Regions from separate parts of the Mus musculus genome. Here region 1 is linked to region 2. A link is a contact called in public HiChIP or PLAC-seq data. All regions are on one chromosome and are shown on one strand. The core of a region is the stretch at or near the end of the contact, and the rest is flanking DNA. Distances in the headings are between cores, read along the strand shown. Region 1 overlaps Capza2 (capping protein (actin filament) muscle Z-line, alpha 2). Region 2 holds the start of St7 (suppression of tumorigenicity 7).

Region 1 (6,287 bases), core at 3,601-6,100, 42 kb before region 2:
TTGAATGAATGTTCTATGCATAGTCTTCAAGAGTGGCACTAACCTTTTGAGTTTCTCTTTTCTTTCCAGTACAGTACTTTACAATTAATTCAAGTTGTTTCCTCTATCAGTAGTTCCTATTTATTGCTAAGTATACAGCTGAATCACAGCTTATTTGTCCAGTGACCCGTTTGTGGGAGTTTGGGTTGTAAATTATTTCCAGTTTGAACAATTTTGAATAAGTTTTGGTGTGGATGTAGAATTGTGTGTGTGTGTGTGTGTGTGTGTGTGTGTGTAACAATTTAGAATGATATTATTGTATTTTAGGATATTTGCCTAACTTTATAAGAAGTGCTAAATATTTTCCATGTAGGTTGTACACTGTACAACCTTACATTCCTATAAGTATTGTAGGGTCCTGCAGCTGTCCTGAGCCTAGACCAACAACCTTTTTATCTTGGCCTTTCTGTTTTGCATGGAGTTGTATTTCCTGATTTCTTTATCAATATTCTAATGAAGAATACTGAGTGTGCTTTTCTGCATATCTTTCTGTCTTGTGCTTATCATATTAGGGGAAGTATGCATTCAAACATTTTGCTTAGTTTTTGTTTTTGTTTGTTTTTCTGTTAAGTCTTCAGAGTGCTTTTGGTACTTTTGGATGGGTTTGCTAATAAAGTTTTGTATTTGGATAAAGATTCTAAGTGTTTGGGACCAGAAGTTCAGAGTCTTCTGTATTTTGGAATGTTTGCATGCCCTGTACCTAGTTTTGAGTAAATCAGCTGTGATCAGTATATCTACTTAATTGCATCTTTTCTCACATATGGTCTTCATGAATTTCTTTTGTTTAAAAGAAGTAAAGTTGTGAGAAAATATTTACCTATAAACAGTTTTAAATTCTTGATTGTATTAATACATTAGATATTTTACCTTCCTTTAGCCTGTATAGTTTAACTATATTAAATGGTTAAAACAGTAATAGCAAACTTGTATTTGAGTGTAGAGATGTTATATACTTTAAAATCATTTTCAGTAGAACTTTGAAATTTGTGTAATATTGATTGGGGTTTTTGTCATTTTATATCTTTGTAATATTTATATCTTCATTTCTGTCTTAGGTTCGTATAGCAGCAAAATTCATCATTCACGCCCCTCCTGGAGAATTTAATGAGGTTTTTAATGGTAAGTTTTTAAACTACCTTTAAAAACATTACTTTATTATTTGTGTGTGTGTGTGTGGACAATTGTATAAAGGACAACGTCGCATGGGTTGGTTTTCTCCTTCCACCATGTGTTCTGAGGGTCCAGCTCAGGTTGTCAGGCTACCGGGGCAAGGACCTTCCCATCTGAGCCCTCCTGAGCCCCCATGATGGGTAACACCAAGACTTGATGTATTGATCCTTTCTTGTAAGAACTGTCTTGTTTTATTTATTTTTAAGTATATGAAAAGTACCAAAATTCAGTAAAGGTGGTAATATTTATCTGTTCCCTCCTTGCAAGAGTGTGGAAGGACAGAAAGCTTGTCCTTGCCCCTGGTCACAGACCAAGTTATGATTTGTTTTCTACAGAGCAAACTCATTGGAAATCAGTGAATGTGTTGTCAAACTAAGAAGCACACACAGTCCTAAGTGTTTTCTGGAAATTGTATCCGACCATTTTTGTGGTGTGGCTTGTTCTTAGTTCTTTAGAGATGCTGCATATATCTGCCTGCAGCAGCTATTTAACTGACCTCTTTTATTCTAAATTCCCTCTTATGTTACATAACCAAAATAGATTTATAAAATACTGTGGTGCACATTTTTTTCTTTTTTTCTTTATTGTATTTATATGGACAGCACTTAGCTGTCTTCAGACACACCAGAAGAGGACATCGGATCCCATCACATATGGTTGTGAGCTGTTGCTGCTTTGGATTTTTGATTGAAAGACACACACACACCATACATTTAATGTGCCTTAAACGGTGCAATGGTTGGGCCATTCCCAAACTTCCACATTGTTAACACCTCCCCTCCAATACTTCTGAATCTGAATTATTACTTACTAAAATCTATATTCCATATTTGCTACCGTAGACCCAATGGTGGCCTAGGGCTGCTCTTCCATGGCTCTTAAATGATTGATACTCTGTCTTCTACAGCATTTAAGCCTGCATCTTCTCTTCCCGGCAATGGTGATTCTGCTTCTTCGGTCCCCTTGCCTGTAAATCCTAAAGTCCTGCCTTTGTCTTCCTGCCCAGCCATTAGCTGCCAGCAACTTTATTTACCAACCAGAACCACCTGGGGGCAGGGACCTTCAGTGTCTCACGTGAGATTCTCATGAAATTCCCAAATAACTTAATGCAAACAATAAACTAAATCTACAAAACTGAGCCACCATGTGGTTGCTGGGAATTGAACTCAGGACCTCTAGAAGAGCAGTCAGTGCTCTTAGCCACTGAGCCATCTCTGTAGTCCCTTGGTGCATATTTATGGATAGTTTGGTCATTAGAAAATTTTGATCATGCTTGTATGGGAGGTATTAATGTATAACTAAAACAAACTATATTCCTTACAGTATTCAAACAGAAAAAAGTGATATATAAAAAATATTGTTTTGCAGATGTTCGATTATTGCTTAATAATGATAATCTTCTCAGGGAAGGAGCCGCACAGTAAGTATTGTATATCTCCATAGCTAAGGTGACTGGGAGAGAAAAGAGGTTGTAAAAGCGATAATGAAGCACTAATCTGTGGCATAAGAGTTTCTGAAATACAGTTAAAGTTTGGACAGCCATATGTATTAGACTGAGAAATCACAGGGGGAGTTAGGGACAAGTGCGAAATGAAATTATCTTTTACGTTTGCCACTGTCTTATATACTATATAGCATCACTCATGTTCTTTGTATAGTTTTTCAAACTAAATGTTCATTTGGTACCATTGGAACTCAATGATGTCAAGGTATTGAAATGCAGAGATTTACTTTTAAGCCAGTGATTGGCTTTAGAATTAATCTGGTTCGGTGTCTTCTGAAATACTTTTGAACAAAAAGTGGGTAAACATGAGCCACAGGAGCATGAGGGTCAGAGTTCAGATCCTGAACCCAGACAGCAGCCAGATGTGCAGCACACATCTGCAGTCCCAGTGCTCCTCTGGTGAGAAGTGAGAGGTGGAGACAGCAGACCCCAGAAGTTTTCAGGCCAGGTAGTGTGCTTTACTGAGCTCTGGTCATAAAGCCCTACTTGAATCGGGTAGAAAGCAAGGACTGAGTACCTGAAGTTGTAATCTAACCTCTGCATATCACTCACATACAGAAGAACATAGATATCCATATTGTCTACATCATACACAACACACACGTTTTCAAATCTCAACTTGAATTTTCCCTCAAAAGAAATGATTATTACTCGCTATAATAAAGCTGTCCGAAGCTTGGATAGCCTACATTTAGGAGATTTCACAAAACAGAGTCCTCATCACCAGTGCACTGGAATAAATGAATGACCAGAAATGTGGGCTCCTCTTCAGGTGCTTTTATACTGAGTTGTTGATGAACATCTCTCTCTTTCCTACATGTGTACCTTTTCCCTTTGTTTCACCCTTAGACTGTGGCTGTGGCTGCATCTTTTCTAATCTCGCCCTTTCCCTCTTTTTGTAAGGGGAAAAGCAGAACTATCGTTGTTCTTTAGAATGGATTGAGTTGATGCGTCTTTACTAAAAGCCAAAACTTAGTATGATTCAAAGTAAACTCAGACTCACTGAAGAGCCTATAGTGTAAAATCTAGAACACTGAAATATTTCCAAATACTCTTTTATTCAGCAGACAAAAGAATAACAGGTTTCACTGTAATGAAATCAGTAAGTCTCTTAAGAATTTTTTTTTCTTCAAATTCAGACATGTTCAGTATCAGGCCATCTGATACAAAATAGAATGCCAGAGACATCAAAGGCCTTCAGAATCCAAAGAAAGAACACTTTAATTATTCTATTTTTTTTAATTGAGTTTTCTTTTCTTTTCTTATGTCTCTGTGTTTGCTTGCCTGTGGATATGTGCATACGAGTGCTGGTATCTACAGAAGGCAGGAGAGGATGGTGACTCTCCTGGAATGGCAGTTGTGAGCTATCCAGCATGGGTGTTTTAACCTGAACTTGCATTCGTTGCAAGTGCAGTGTGTGCTAGTTACCACTGAACCATCTCACTGACCAAACCCCTTTGGCTGATTCTTAAATGCTGAATAGTCTGCTTTTACTGGAAGGGGATTTAGAAGCCATTTAGTACAAACCTGGTTTTATAGGTAAATAAGGTCCATTCTGGCTAATGATAGGGTTGGAGCAAAACCTACATATTCTGGCTGCTCCGTTATTGAGAGTCTTTTGCACTGTATTGTACCATTTAACTTGATTTAAGTGGTTTAGATAAAGCTTGCCATGTCTCATTTATTTTATGTTTTTTCAAGTTTCTTATTCTACTCCTCCCAGGTTAAAGATACATGAGGTTTGATACTATCTATGGGCAGTAAAAAAGGCTTTGGGTCCACCTAGATTGCCACTTTTAAGTATTTATGTTTTTTAAGTGTAGCTTTTACTAGAAAAAAAATGAATACTATTCATTTCAATTTATAAATAAAACCTTTGAAGTAAATAATTTAAGGGTGAGTGTACTAGTTACTTTTATGTTGCTGTAATAAAATACCTAATATAAGCAACTTAAAGGAAAAAAGATTTAGTTTAGCTCATGGTTTTGGAGAGTTCTAGTAAAAATGGCAAGAAAGTAATGGTAGCAAGAACAAGTGGCTGAGACTGTTGTAAGGATCAGGAAGCAAGAACAAGACCAGAACCAGAGATGAGTATAACTTTCAAAGCCGTGCCCCAGTGACCTCCTTCCACCAGCAAGACCTCACTTCCTCAGACTTCCACAGCCTCCCTCAGCCACATCAGGTGTGGAACATGAACCTTCTGTGGGCATTGCAAATACAAATTCCTGGCAGTCTGACCACATTGAGGTTGTTCTTAGGAAAGTCACTTGATGTGTTACAAAGGTCAAGTGTGTAGCTATTCTGCCTTCCTGTCTGCACTTCTGTGTCTATGTACATCCGTTTTGAAAATGCTGGGTTGGGAATTTCAACATTTGTGATTTGTGATTTCAACATTAGTGATTTGATTTTATATTGGTGTCTTTATATTTATTATTATTATTGTAATAATTATAGTCTTAAAGTATAAAACTTTATTATTAAGTGGAAAATGTTTACTAGATATCATAGAATGGTATCAATTTAATAGAATACAGTTTTGTTCTGTATATAATTTTTCATACATTGGGTTTTTGCTACACACATATAAATAATTACCTAGTAAGTATATTCTTCACTCATTAGAGAAACCTTCTTGAGTCTGTCTCGTCACTATTAGCTGAGTTTCTGCTGTGGGTTTTTATCATAGTCTTGCCACTTTTCTGTTTCCAGTCATCACACTGCATGACTCATTGTATGTACTACTGTCACACTATTCTTTAGAGACACCTCTAGAACTGCCTTGCCTCTCAAAATACTCATTCTGTCTTCAAGACCATTCAGGGTTTGGTGAGATAGCTTAGTGGGTAGTGGTACTTGCTACCCAGCAATGCAAGCCTAGTGACCCGAGTCCAGTCTCCTGAACCCGTGTACAGGGACAGAGAGAACCAGCTCTATAAAGCTGTCCTATGACCCCCACACTTACAGCCTCACAAGCCTCATCACATTCAAGCACAATGATAATAAACAGTTTTTAAAAACCTTCCAGTTCAACTCAGTAAATACTGATGAGCAGCTGGTTGGTTCTTCCTGTGACATTGGACCACTTTTATGGTCCTTCTATTTAAAACATTCTTTTTCCCCCATTATCCCGCTTCCCTCCCAATGCTTTCTCTTTTTTGTGTGTTCATTTATTCATTTAAATGTGTGCATGTGCAGAAGCCTGAGATTGACATGGGGTCTCTGTCTCTCTTGCTCTCCACCTTATGTTTTGAGTCAGGGTGTTGTGCTGAAACTGAAGCTCGCACCTTTAGTTAGACCTACTGCCCAGTTGACCCTGGCATTAGCCTGCTTCTCTCCCCTACCATTGGGGCTATAGAAATGCAGTGCTCTGTCTTTTACTAGGTTCCTAGAGATCTGAATGTAGGTCCTCATGCATGCTCAATAAAACCCATTATGCCATCTCCCCTGAACCATCTCCCACTTTCTTTTTCTTAGTATCACATTCATGAAATTATACTAGAGTGTTTTTTCTTTTGCCTGAATAGTTTAATTCCTTGAAAATGTGTTAGTAATTCTCAAATGTTACTTTCTATTT
Region 2 (6,902 bases), core at 3,437-5,936:
ATGAAATTTCTGGGAATCACTCATGCACTGTTCGACATTACACATGTATCAGTTATAAATACACATTCTTCTTTATGTACAGGATTGTACACTAAGGGTGTTCTTCTCCCCAGGCCCATGCTACCTGAAAAATCCTTTCGGCTACACATGGACAGCTGAAAGTTCTTCTCTTTAATACTCTATGAAAGATGAAGTTGCCAGGTGGTGGTGGCTCATGCCTTTAATCCCAGCACTTGGGAGGCAGAGGCAGGCAGATTTCTGAATTTGAGGCCAGCCTGGTCTACAAAGTGAGTTCCAGGACAGCCAGGGCTACACAGAGAAACTCTGTCTCAACCCCCCACCCCCCAAAAAAACCAAACAAACAAAAAACAAACCTCCCAAAAACAACAAACAAAAAAACAAATATAAAAAATAAAAAGGAAAGATGAAGTTGGCTTAAAGTAGTTTTTGTTCCAAAGACAAAATTGGAGCTTTAGTTACTGAATTTTATGTAAGTCACTAAATAAGAATAACCATTTATGTATATTGTTACTTATAAATTTATGACATCCACCAACTAATTCATAAGCTCTACTAGTGAACATGGTTGAGATTTTTCAAAGCAAAACAAAAAGTTAAAAAAAATTATTCCTGGTGTTTAAAGCTTAGATGAACTCTGAAAATAACTTATAAAATTAGACTTTAAAACAAAGTACACAGTTTAGAAAGGTTATGGCATAGATACTCTCAAATACCACCTGTAAAATAAAAAAAAGATCAACTTTAAAAGAACTTTTGAAGCTCTTGGTAATAAGCATTGGTTTCTTATTCCATTTAAAGCTAAGTACAGGATTCAAAACGGTTATAGCCTAGATGCTATCAAATACCATTTAAAAGATAAATAAAAGAGATCTACTTTAAAAGAACTTTCGGAGCTCGTTGCTTATGAGTATTCGCTTCTTACTCCACTCAAATATTTCATCAATGCAACATACGTTTTGGGCTGGGGAGATGGCTCAGTTGGAAAATGTGTGTGTCTTGCAAGCATGAGGATTCAATTCAATATCCATAATCAAAAGCAATCAAAAGCAAGGCACGGTGTTGTGTGCTTGTCATCCTGGCACTGGAGAAACCTGTAGGAGGACCAGCAGTCTCAATTAATCTGCACCCCCGAGATCTCTCAGACACTGGACTTACAAGGCTACTTACAGAAGGAAGTGTTTACTTTGACTACTTAGAGTTTCAGCAGGTTAGAGTCCATGATGGTCAAGTGAAGGCATGGTGGCAGACAGTCAAGTGTTCATATCTTGATATGCAAGTAGCAGGCAGAGAGTCTCACTGGGACGGCTTTAATCATCTTTTCAAAGTCTGCCCTTGTTGACACACCTCCTCCAACAAGGCCACAACTCCTAATTCTTCCCAAATAGAGCCATTCTTTTATTATTATTATTATTATTATTATATTTATTTTTTTGAAACAGGGTTTCTCTGTATAGCCCTGGCTGTCCTGGAACTCACTCTGTAGACCACCAGGCTGGCGGAAACTCAGAAATCTGCCTGCCTCTGCCTCCCAAGTGTTGGGATTAAAGGCATGCATCACCACTGCCGGGCAATAAGTGCTATTCTTACTCAAACTACCATAGGAATGATAACCAAAGTTGTCCTCTCGCCTCCACATGCACATACATTATCCATGTATCACCATCACACAATTTTGTTATTGTGCAAGCATCATAGAGCACTCATACTGAGGTGGCTACAATGTCACTCTATAATATTCTGCAATGACTACCATTGTATATGAGGTCCAATCATTTTCCCAAGCCTTGCTATACAGTGCATGCCTGTATATAAATCAGTCTAAGAAGAATTTAGGAATATGTTGTTTTAACACAATTCCCAAGGGTCTCTTAACTCATGTTATCTAATTCAGATATGACTATGCCCATAGTACAAACATTCAAAGAAGCTTACCATAAAGGAAAACCCATTAGATCTCAAAATTGAGCTTTGAGTTAAATCTGTTTGTTAGGAATGGGAATGTAAGGTTATTTGTAAATGGAAGATCTTGTTTCTCTCTTCATTCCTTTACATGACCTTGAGTGTTTATTGAACGCCATGTGACAAACAGTACTGTATGTGCTAGGAGGTGAGGGAAACTAAAATTAACCACAAGTTGCTTCACACTAACGGCCCTACTTTACTGGCAGAGAAAAGCGTGGCGTGTGCAGGTCATGCATAGCACTATTGGTATATATTTCATTCAGTCTATACCAGGTCCCTTTGGAATAGGAACAAAGGAATCCACAGTACAGATGAATAAACTGTGTAGCTCAAGGGCCATTAGCAACTTTCAAGAAGCATCCCACTAGTGATTGGCAAAATCATGAATAAAGCCCTATACCTAGTAGGCCTATGCTGTAATGGCCCACTACTAGCCTCCTGGTGCTGCATCTTTCAGAAAAGGATGAGTGGTGTGATGGTCTGATGGAATTGGTGTGTCAAAAGAGGTCGTACATCAATGGAATCTCTGAAAAATCTGCTAATAGGAACATGTTGCCTGGCTGGGAAGGGCAGCCAGAGAAATATATGACAGGTAGTATGGAGCAGGAGGACAAAAGTGCCCGGCAAAATACTATATGCCATCTACATATCATTTTTAGATAGATGATGATGAGGTGGTGGTAGTAAAATTGGTGGTAGGAACCCACAACATAGTTCCCTCTAGGTAACAATCAGGCTGTAACTAGAGGCCATTGCTGGGAGAAACACAGAGGTGATCTGAATCTTGATGTCTTAAGGCCCAGTATAGAATGGAGAAGAGAAAGGAGAGGAAGGAGGGGTTGGTTGACTGGGGAATTGGCTTATGAAGAATATAGTATGAGAAGTTCCATGAAAGTCTTGGAGAACCAGAGAGTAGGTAGCGCCGCTCAGGCTAATTTCAAAGAATGACCCATGGTAGGGAAGGGGAGCTTAGATTACAACCTACAGTTGGAGTCTGGAGGCCTGAAGGTGGCACTGGTCCAAGTCCTGGAGTCTAAAGCCTGGAGTTCTCATGGCCAATGTCAACAGAAGAAGAGGTCAAAATGCCTCTTCTGTGGTAGAAGGAGAGTACATTCTCTCTAGTTCTATGGTCTCCAGGTTCTTGAATGGTACTCACACACACTGAAGGTGAACATTCCCCATCAAATGTGCTCACACTCACTTCTCAGTCTCTTCTGGAAAGACCCTCGCAGGCAATCCCCAAACCACTCCTTAGTGCAATTGAGTTTGCCACCTGGAACTGTCACAAACAGGCCCCACATCTACAAATTAACTCAGCCTGTTTTACTATGGAAGAAACTACAAGTCCTTGTAGGAGCAGAAAGGTGTAACACCTCTCCACACCCACTGTAAGGGCCGCAGCCAACACTCCCATATATCAGGATGCAAAAGAAAAAGCATGATAAATGAAGCCTGAAAGAATTTGAGAAACCTCTTTTCGTTCAGGTAATAACGTGAAGGTGACAGGCTGAGGGGAAAGGTCTCGCAAAGCCGGCATGTCCACATTCTTGGCCTCTCCCTAACATTCTTTCTTCTGGAGGTTTTTGAGGTAGAGTGTCCTGGAATGAGGGGCTTCAAAGGAGGAGGGGGAAGGGAGAAAAGATCGAGCTTTCCATGTTTTATAGTTTAGTCTGAGGGAGATGCATTCTGATTTCTACAATGCACCTTGAAGTAGGGGAATTTTGGTTTCCGGGAACTGGCTTTGCTTTGGGGGACACACAAGGTATGAAAAAAGGACAGGAGCTCAGAGACACCTTGCTTCTGAGGCCTTTCCAATTCCCTTCCATTCAAGGCAGCCAGCACGCCAGCACAAGGTGTCCCATTTTGAGGTAATGCATTCTGAGCTTAATCATGAGCAATATAAAAATTATAATAAGGTAAGCTGTTCAGTGATGAATTTTAATGTCTTGGTTATAGTTGGGAAAGTCTGCGTTTGCTTCATTTAACATTGAATACATTAAAAGTCAAGAAACAGACTCGGAGCTAGCACCTAAAGCCTTGTGTAAAATATACTATTTTATTTAACCGTGGGAAAATGTTCATAATGTGGTTTTATTTTTATTCATTTTTCATTAGGTTCTGATGAAGTACGCCAAAGTTAAACTAGGGAATTGCTTATATGTTAAAAACAAAAACAAAACGAGTAAAGACTTGTTTGAATGGCGATCACTTGGAAAATAGGAAGAAAAAGAAATACGTATGTTGTCAGTTTCTCTGGAAAACCCTTCACCGTGCTGTTTGGGAAAAACAAAACAAATAGCAGAAGCTAGTACAAAGGGAACCAAAATTTCTCTTCAGGCCTAATGAGCAGGAGTGCATCTCTTCTAGCTCGTCTGGATTTCATTGATACCTTTAAGCCCCAGTCCTGGGAGACACAGCTTTAAGACTCCTGGAAACCTTGTTTACGTCCTGGAAATCTTGATTGCAACCGAATTCTGACTCCACTTTAAGGTAGACCTAGGAACGCTTTGGGCCTCAGTTTCCCTCCGTCTATCACCCCAGGACCTGGCAACTGTTGCAGGCTCCCCCCCCAGACATTACAAAGTGTGTGGAGCACGCCCGGCTCTCGGAAGCGCTCTACACCCGCGAGCTGTTACGTCAGTGGGTCCCTCGGCGGCGCCCGGGCTGTCCTCCTAAAATACTAGTACAAGAAGTATAAATGGCCCGGGAGAGTGCAGGGACCGGGCCCACGTGACCGCTCCACGAAGGCCACCGGCGGGGGCTCGGAGCGCAGGCCGCGCGCTTTCCCGCCGCATCCGGGCGCCGGGCGAGCTCCGGGGACGCCGGGCCCTGGCGGCGGCGGCGGCTCGAGCCGTGCCTCGGGCGGGTGAATCATCCCGGCCGACAGCGAGCGCCGCGGCGGCCCGTAGCAGCGCCGGAAGATGGCCGAGGCGGGCGCGGGCTTCCTGGAGCAGCTCAAGTCCTGCATCGTGTGGTCGTGGACCTATCTGTGGACCGTGTGGTTCTTCCTCGTGCTCTTCCTGGTCTACATCCTGAGGGTGCCCCTGAGGATCAACGACAACCTGAGCACAGGTCAGGCCCGGCCCGGCCCGGCCCGGCTCCGCTCGGCCGCCCCTCCCCCGCCCCGGGAAAGTTAGTGCAAAGTCGCGCGGCGGGGTCGCGGCCGGCGGGGACGCGCGCTCCGGGACGCGCCGCCTCAGGTGGCCGCCGCAGCCCCGCGGCCTTCGCGAGTCCCACCCCCACCCCCGCGCGCGGAGTGTCCCCTTCCGTCCCCGCGGGTCCCCGCCGAGCCCCGGGAGCTCGCGAGTCTCGCCGGCGCTCGAGCGTCCGAACCGCGCCGAGGAGGCATGTCCTGCTCCCGGCTGCGCCGCCAGGGCCCACGCATGGCTCGGGCCGAGGGCGCGCGCGAGTGGAGAGAGAGCCTTGTCCCGGAGGGTGTCGCTGTGGTGTGGACGGGGAGGGCATGTCCGTAGGTCCCTCTAGGAGCGTGGATGACGTGTCAGGTCACCCAACGGAATGTCGAGGGGACACGCGGACCGCGCGCGGGGAATCTGGAATGTCTGACGTCCCCAGCTGAAGTTGTCCTGTTCTCGGCTGAGCCCTCTCTAAAGCGCGCGGGGCTAAACAAGTGTGCATGTATGTGGTGACTGTGGTCCTGATAAACTTGCAGCAGGCCACCCCAGATGTTAAAAACCAAGGAGGGCAAACTTAGGCTAAGGACACCCCAGAGACAATTCAGAAACAAAATGCACGTTGAAGGAAGGCTTACAGCCCTTTGAGTCTGCAAATTTTATTGCACACTACGCTGGGAAGTCTTTACAGTTCTGACTTATTTACAGACATAGATACACATTCACATATATCTGTCTTCTGTTATTTTAATTTGCATTGTCTACAATACCAAGGTTGGAAATGAATTTCCCATGACCATAACTGGAAATGGAGGACCAGTGGGAAGTGGACCCTTTTAGATGCTTGCCACAATGTACTCATTTTGTTTAACATTATAAACCTCCTTTAATGTGAACCTGTTGCTGACTATGTTTGTTTCATAGTATCCTTTGGATGGTCTTTTTGGGAGGCAGACAGAATTCTGCACATAGAATCAGCTCATCCTAATGTAGAGGATGCTAAGCTGTTTGGCTCTGATTATTCCGAAGATCCCACCTTTTTTTTTTTTTTAATCTGTTAGCGTGACTGCTTGTCACATTGTAATATTGTGTTCCTTGCCTTAGGACAGACATTCTCAACCTGTGGGTCATGACCCATTTGGAGCTTGCATATCAGATATCCTTGCATGTCAGATATATACATTATGAGTAGCAAAATCACAATTACAAAGTAGCGAGAAAAAAGAAAATAGTTTTATGGTTGGTGGGTCACCTCAACGTAAATTTAGAAGGTTTAGAACAACTGCTTTAGGGTAAGGCTTTTTCCTTGTGACTTTGGTGACTAGAGAATAGATTCTAGTCTCAAAGACCCGTCCTTTAAACAAATTTGAATCTTTATTATCTATTTATAGGAAGGTACTTCCAAATTTTTTTCCTTCCAGAAAATTTGTTGTAGAATTTTTAAAATCTTGAATTTTGCATAATATAGTTATATTTATTTCAGAACACGTCTCTATTTCTCATTTCCTTAAAGTAGGTTAAATAGTCATCCAAACAGAATTATATGCAAGGCACAGAGGCCACACGCTAACACTTTAGACAGGACAGACAGGAAGGATTAAGAAGAGAGATGATTTTTTAGGAAGAGAGTTGGGATCTCCCCCAGCCCCAAGCAACACTAGACTTGGCATTTCTCACAGATAGTTTGCACAGGGACCTTTCTAATTGAGATTTTCAGCATTGGATGGGCCAGGCTGTGGCTCGTTCCTTCCTAGGCATCAGGTAGAGGCCCTTTTCTCTGTGGTGCGG

What was found. HiChIP or PLAC-seq counts read pairs in DNA pulled down with a chosen protein or histone mark.
Region 1: a contact with region 2 is called in an H3K27ac HiChIP or PLAC-seq map of microglia, with 6 times the contacts expected there. The contact joins the enhancer-like site here to the promoter of St7 in region 2. A contact is called at or near these places in 3 of 39 promoter capture datasets (the C10 cell line, embryonic stem cells and pre-B cells), 1 of 15 datasets of contacts at CTCF or cohesin (CD8 T cells), 5 of 484 Hi-C or Micro-C datasets (CD4 T cells, CD8 T cells, LSK cells and 2 more), 4 of 115 datasets of contacts at active chromatin or transcription factors (CD8 T cells, the SCID.adh cell line, embryonic stem cells and 1 more) and 2 of 9 other capture datasets (adipose tissue and pancreatic islet).

Annotation. Positions count from the first base shown.
Region 1 is chr6:17,647,426-17,653,712 of GRCm38.p6, forward strand. Capza2 (capping protein (actin filament) muscle Z-line, alpha 2) reads left to right here. Exons shown (of 10, transcript NM_007604.3): 2 at 1,095-1,158; 3 at 2,578-2,629. Among named protein-coding and RNA genes, the nearest start is that of Capza2, 14 kb to the left of the region's middle. Within about 2 kb of position 4,851, at least 20 of the 459 cell types and tissues checked have an H3K27ac peak or open chromatin away from gene starts, as enhancers often do. A contact at or near this core is called in CD8 T cells, where this site is marked.
Region 2 is chr6:17,689,308-17,696,209 of GRCm38.p6, forward strand. St7 (suppression of tumorigenicity 7) reads left to right here and starts at 4,687. Exons shown (of 16, transcript NM_001289624.1): 1 at 4,687-5,055. The coding sequence starts at 4,905.